Linked DNA regions of Mus musculus: region 2 is linked to region 1. A link is a contact called in public Hi-C data. All regions are on one chromosome and are shown on one strand. Each heading gives the region's core, a stretch centred on a gene start, on an enhancer-like site or on the middle of the called end of the contact. The rest is flanking DNA. Distances are from core to core; before and after follow the strand shown.

Region 1 (3,229 bases), core at 309-2,808:
CAGCTCCACTTGCAGTGTGGGTTTTGGGCATGTGGAAAGTTCTCTGATAAATATTTCTTAACCGGATGGATCTATATCTGTGTTACTCATCAGGCAAAGACTCAAATGGCCTGAAAAGTCACTTTACATGGCAAATATCTGCCACCATTGGGCTAGGTTAGGTTTCAGCAGCCCTGTGGGAGGAGGAGCTTATGTGGCCGTGGTCAACTTAGGAGGTGCACACTGTGGAATTCCCAAATCCGCAGACACACTCACCAGTCATGGTTCTGAATGACACCCTCACTTCAAAGGACAGAGTTGCTAGAGGCTACCGTGCTCAGCTGCACATGGAAAGCATGCTGGGGACAAGCCCCAGAGAGGAATCCCTAAATTATATGGGTGGTGGCTGCAACGGAGGAAGTGATTAATCTCCCACAAGGAGAGTTTTGAAAGTGATTGCATTGACTCTGATGATTAAATTGTGATGTAACTGTCTAAAAAAAAAAAAGAAAAGAAAAATAGATAGGTGTTTTAGCACATCACTAGGTTCAGGGATATGGGGTGTGCCTAGTGGGGGTGGGGCTTGGAATAGCTAAAAGTTGAATTCTATAGCAGACAGGAACTGGCTTGAGAGGTGAAAGGGATGCGACTTGAGCTAGCTAAACTCTTCTGTGGTAGGCAGGAGTCAGCGTGAGAGAAGGGGGACAGAAAGGGCTGGGGACTTCTTGCTCCAGGTCTCTTCCTTGCTAATCTACTAGGGTCTGACTTCCTAAAGATGTCTCCAGAACCTGTCCAAAATGATACCAGCAGTTGCGGATGAAGACACTAACCCACGAGCCTGGGACGGTGAGGTGCTGTGGACAGCAGAGGAAAACTTCTAAAGACATACAACAGCTGGGAACCCTTCAATTCTCAGCAGCCAGGAAAGGGGCGCACTATGTAGTAACACCTCTGGCAGAATACCTCTGCACATGTATGGGTCCAGTAAATGTCTTCTCTTGGTGCCTACCCGTGCCTGGATCCTTGGTCCTTTGGAAGACGTGGTTCCCTCCAGTGAGCTGTCTTTAGCTTCCCCAGTATAGGGGGAGCCCTCTACTTAAATAGTGCAGACACTTTATCTTTATCCTACCTGATGGGAGCCAGATTTCATTTCCATTTGTTTCCTGTTGCACCAAGTGTGGTAGCTAGTTCATAGGGGTTCATCGTATACTGAATGTTCAAAGATGCTTCAGCCCAAAGGCAAAAGGCTTTAGCTGCAGATCCATGTATCTTGTGTATTGCCTGCCCAGCGCTCTTGGGTTATCGGACCCTCCCTAGCTTGGCAATGTCCTTTGGGATTGTTTTTTCTCCGATAATGAAGATAACCTTTTCTGTGTCGCTTTGTGTGCTTCTAGCACAGGTTCCCCCAGTAAAATAATTGTAGCAATTCCATCCAGGAGGCTTTGAGCTGTCCAGTGTCCAACTTCCCAGATCAGTGTCGGGCCTGCGAATTTAGGCCTTGAGTGATGTATTTGACGTGCTTATGAATACGTGCATCTGCTGTGCTGTGGCCTGCAGCCAGGCTGCAATTCCGAGCCTGCCTTCTGGACTGTGTTTTTTGAGAAGCCCCGCTTAGGAAAGCTTGCCAATGGTTCACAGTAGAGCCGAGTAGCAAGACACCGAGGAACTTGCTTCGTGGAATCTTCTTTTGTCCTTAAAAGTGCCTGGAGATTGTCTCTGCTAACACACTGAAGGATATGTGTGTGTGTGTGTGTGTGTGTGTGTGTGTGTGTGTGTGTGTCACACACCAGGCTATCAAGGGCTTGAAAAGGCTGTTTTGCACTGTGGACTGTGACTTGCAAGCCTTGGCTTGTGGGTGTTTGGGACCAGAGCAAAGAGTGGTGGGGTCAGAAAGGAGTTTGTCTTCTGGCCAAGGACAGCATTTTTTTTTTTCTGTTCTTTTGAAAGAGTTATCTAGGACAGCATGTGCTATACCATGCTCAGCCACCTGATATGTCCTAGGCTGGTTGGATTCATGCCTGACCCTGTGTATTTTAATCAAGCCTGATTCCCTTGAAAAGGTTCCTGGTGGATGGGGAGATGGGCATCTCAAAGCCCCTGTTGCTGATGTGGCAACAGTGAGTTTTTATAGTCAATACCTGAGATGGGCCGAGGGTCCCACCATGTGACTTACTGAAATGAGTTTTAGAACAATAGTTAATTCTGATGCTTTCTCCCCGTGAGGGTCTGCACTCAGGTGTTTTCTTTGAGCTAAGCTACTTGCTGGCCAGAGACAACCAGATAGGTAACCTGGGTGCCCATTTGAGACCAGTGCTATCCGTGATGTTGGATGTAAGTCTGGACATGCTGAGCAGGACATGGTCAAGGCCTTTTCTGAGCAGTTGATGCCAGGTTCTTCCCTGACACTTCATTCCGGTTCATACAAGATGCAATCAGCCAGCAGCCAGAGTCTGCCCACAGCACCCGGCTTGTTTCTCCTTTGCCCTTTGCTTCTTGTTCTCTGCAGGGGTCTCCAACCCTCTGGTTGTCTGCGGTCTAAGTAAACCAAGGCACTGTTTGTGATTACTTCATTTTCTGAAAATTCCCATTTTGGCTCGGTCTGCATTTCTTGATTTACGCTCGTTAATTTCATCTGACTTGGCTAGCTCGTGTTCCCTTGGACATATGATCTTTATGAATAAAACATTCAAGGGCCAAATGTTTTTCTGTGAGGACTCCATGGGACACCACTGAGAGCTGACCTGGAGCATTGGAGCAGGGTCGGGCGGTGCCTCTCCCTCGGCCTGAGGACCAGGAAACAGCTGTGGTGTCCTGGGGAAAACCTCAGATCTAGACTTGCTTTAGAGTGTTTCTCCAATTAGTTAGATCCTCAACCACGCACACAGCTTTCCTGTCGTGTATGTGTGTGTGTGTGTGTGTGTGTGTGTGTGTGTGTGTGCGCGCAAGAGAGAGAAAGAGAGAAAGAGAGAGAGAGAGTGCACGTGTGTGTCAGATGGCATACTATGTACTGCTCACATTCATAATTTTGGTGTCTCTGTCTGATAGTGGATTACATAGCCCTGTCCCATGGTGCCAGGCATGGTCGTGTGAGTTTTGGCATCCCTCACTCTCGTGGAAAGATTGTATTCCTGCCCCAGTCACGTCAGACTTGGCTATGAGATTTGCTTGGGCTGGCAAAACGTGAGTACAGGGAATTGTGCCACCCTTGTTGAGGCACTTTAAAAGTCACAACATGGCCCCACTGTCTCTC
Region 2 (3,226 bases), core at 715-3,214, 130 kb after region 1:
AGGCTTATGTGTGAAATTTATCCAGTTAAATTACTTAAATGTAACCTAATAATTGGATAAAAATTAATAGAAATAAAGATGGATCATTTTTTCAAACTCTAATACATTGCTACTTGTTACAAAGGTATTAGTTGAGAGACACATTCTAAAAAAAGTCATTTTTAGGGTTGGGGTGATGGCCCAGCTGTTAAAATCTCAGGCTGCTCCTGCAAAGGACCCTAGTTTGGTTCCTAACATCCAAGTCAGGTAGCTCACAGCTGCTTGTAACTGCAGCTTAAGGGAGTGCCAGAGCTCTTTGGGTACTTGCATATACATTTGCACATCCATGCCAAATAATTAAAAAAAAAAGTCAAAGTCAAAGTCAACGAGACACTTACTATTGTCTTAGTAAGGGTTTCTAGTGCTGTGATGAGACACCATGACCATAGCAACTCTTATAAAGGACACATTTAACTGGGGTTATCATGGCAGGAAGCATGGTGGCACGCAGGCAGACATGGTGCTGGAGGAGGTGCTGAGAGTTCTACATCTTGATCCGAAGGCCAAAGGAAAAGAATTGTGAGTCACTGAGCCTGGGCTTAGCGTCTCAGAGCCTGCCTCCACAGTGACATACTTCCTCCTGTAAAGCCACACCCACTCCAATCAGGCCACACCCCCTTGTAGCATCACTCCTTATATGGGCCAAGTGCTCTAACACATGTGTCTACGGGGGCCTTATCTATTCATAGCTCCACAACTGAGAGATGTGGGACAGGAACTGATGAGCAGAAGCTTTGTCACCCCAACAGAGGTTGGCGACTGCCTTCTTGGTCACCAAGACACAACAACATGACATACAAAGTCAGTAGAAAACATTTGTTTTTGTATGTGGGTGTGCATGAACAGGAATGTGTGTGTAATCTAAGCCAGAGGACAACCTTGGGTTTTGTTCCTCAGGATCTGTATACCTTGGTTTTTAAGCAGTGTCTGTCCCTCAAATGGTCTTGGGGCTTGCCAGGTAGGCCGGGCTGGATGACCAGTGTGCCCTAGAGACCGACATTTCTCTGCCTCCCCAGTGTTGGGATTACAAACATGAGCTGCCATACTGGTTTGATTTGGTTTTTATTACCCAGAGTACTGAGCTCAGGTCTGCATGCTTGTGTTGCAAGCAGTTTACCAATAGCTCTCACCCCAGCCCCCGCCCCCAACCCCAGAAAGCATTTTTAAGAGCAGGTGTATCCAAATGGGTCCTGTGATGTGCTCACTGGCGAGGGATCACTGAAACGCGCTGACCTCTAAGGCTTAGCACATTAAGGAGCAGGGCACTCTGAATGATGAAGATTAGCGGTAGTGACTATGGCCACTGACACTCAGCCCCTATCCCAACTAATCATTTCCAAGTGGAGTTATTTCTAGTTAGGCCATAACTCATTTTAGAATAGGTTTGATATAGAATAGGTCTTCTGCTCACCAGAAAGAAAATATGTTCTGCATTTTCCACTAAAGCCAGACTATGGAGAAATGACTAAAAGAGGAAGAGACTGCCCCCGGCCCCTCCCTCTTTACTTACTGGGTCCTTTAATTTTTTGCTTAACTGTGACCTCTTCTGGGCCCTATCCAGCCATCCCTCTCTCAGTCCTTGGCCCACCTATAACACTGCCCATGCAATTATCACTTTATGACAATGATTTTTAATATGTATATGACCCCTGCTACACTTTCTTCTACATGAATGCAAACAGTGTCTTATCTATGCACCCCTACATCCTGGTGTAAAGCAAACAACCATCAAGAAAGATACGCTAAATGTGATTGCCTTCTGCAAGCTAAAATATGCCACGTAGAGCTACCCAGTCAGAAGAGCCAAGACCTGGGCTGTGCAGGCAAAGCTGGTCTGTTTTCACTTGAGTACCAGGCCTCATGTTCCTATCCATCTGCCAAGCTTGCAACCCAGATTCCCTCTGAGCCTATTTGCTTGGTCTGACTGTAAACACCGTTCTCGCTCTGACCCAGATCCGCTGTCTCTTCTCGTTCCAGCTTAGCAGGGTCCCCAGTTTGGCCTCATCCATGAAACATGATGTGTGCCTACGGTAACCCTGGTGAAGAGCCAGGTGGGGCAAGCCGGCACTGCCAAGTCCCAGGGTGACATCCAATTCTCCTGGCTATTCTGTTGGGCTACTGGGAGGAGCAAGAGGAATAAGCATTCAGAGGAGGGCTGGGTTGGATATCTAAAGCATGGCTCCCAGTGAGCCTTGCAAGGAAGGAGGTGCAGACACGGTGCAGAAAGGAGCCCAGGTAGTCTGGTTATGATGGCCGGCTGCCCCTATAGCTGTGTCCTCCATCTTGGTGGGATGGACAAGACTGTGTTAAGGAAAGGAAAAAATAGGAAAGGTACATAGGTAGGTTCTAAAAAGGTAAGAAAATTGTATATGTATATGTGTATGTATATGTATATCTATCCACAATGACAATCTTATTGCCTCCTGAGAAAGGATTGAATAGTTGACCCCAAATGATACAGTCATGCCTTAATCCCTGGCACCTGTGCACATGAACTTATTTGTAAATAGTGTCCTTGATGGAATAATTAAATCAAAGGGATTTAAAGTATCTAGAATTTGCAATGAATTCTAAACCTGGGGACAGGTGTTCTTGTAAGAAAAAGGCAAGAAGGAATTTTGGACAGGCATGCAGAGACCAGAGGCTGTGGGAAGAGAAAACTGGAGCGAGGCATGATGCTGCCAAAAGTCACAGGGTGCTTACGGCCACCATGTTTGTGGTACTTTGTCATGGTAATGCCAGAAGAGTAAAGCCCCACAATGATTTTTCAGAGAACTCTTTACAGGGCATGTAATGGGCTGTTTGGACTCCTAAAGAAGGTCATCAGAACCTTAGGGAATGGCAGTAATGTTACCAGGGTCGTTAGAGTCAGAGCCCAGGCCCTGGAAGCCCCAATAAGAAAGGCTTGACCATCCATCATCAATAGGCTAATGCAAGAGACAGCAGATTGGAAAATCAGAGAAAGGGGATTTGATATTTGATACAGTCACATTAGAAAGAGAAATAAATAAACAGGGCCAATGACCTCTATTCTCATAATCCTCACACAAGGTTCAGGATTAAATGGAGACCTAGAGGGAGGCATAACCAAGCAGTCTTGGTCAAGGTGTGGTCCTGCACTGTCTCAGCATCTGTCTCTCCTAAGAAGTGATCTGGTATGTAGTCAGCACTGTGTAAAATGTTTTCT

The links. Hi-C and Micro-C count contacts between places; a contact is called where the count stands out from the background.
Region 2: a Hi-C map of cerebellum shows a contact between it and region 1, with 1.7 times the contacts expected there. The contact joins two enhancer-like sites. A contact is called at or near these places in 1 of 39 promoter capture datasets (the C10 cell line), 1 of 15 datasets of contacts at CTCF or cohesin (embryonic stem cells), 30 of 484 Hi-C or Micro-C datasets (the 63-12 cell line, the AtT-20 cell line, the C2C12 cell line and 16 more), 12 of 115 datasets of contacts at active chromatin or transcription factors (astrocytes, cardiomyocytes, a colorectal cancer cell line and 5 more) and 1 of 9 other capture datasets (embryonic stem cells).

What each region holds. Positions count from the first base shown.
Region 1 is chr14:76,616,138-76,619,366 of GRCm38.p6, forward strand. No RefSeq gene overlaps it. Among named protein-coding and RNA genes, the nearest start is that of 1700108F19Rik, 60 kb to the right of the region's middle. Within about 2 kb of position 1,559, at least 49 of the 459 cell types and tissues checked have an H3K27ac peak or open chromatin away from gene starts, as enhancers often do. A contact at or near this core is called in cerebellar granule neurons and cerebellum, where this site is marked.
Region 2 is chr14:76,747,392-76,750,617 of GRCm38.p6, forward strand. All of the region lies in intron 1 of LOC115485926 (a long non-coding RNA gene), which reads left to right. Among named protein-coding and RNA genes, the nearest start is that of 4930431P22Rik, 11 kb to the right of the region's middle. Within about 2 kb of position 1,965, at least 14 of the 459 cell types and tissues checked have an H3K27ac peak or open chromatin away from gene starts, as enhancers often do. A contact at or near this core is called in cerebellar granule neurons and cerebellum, where this site is marked.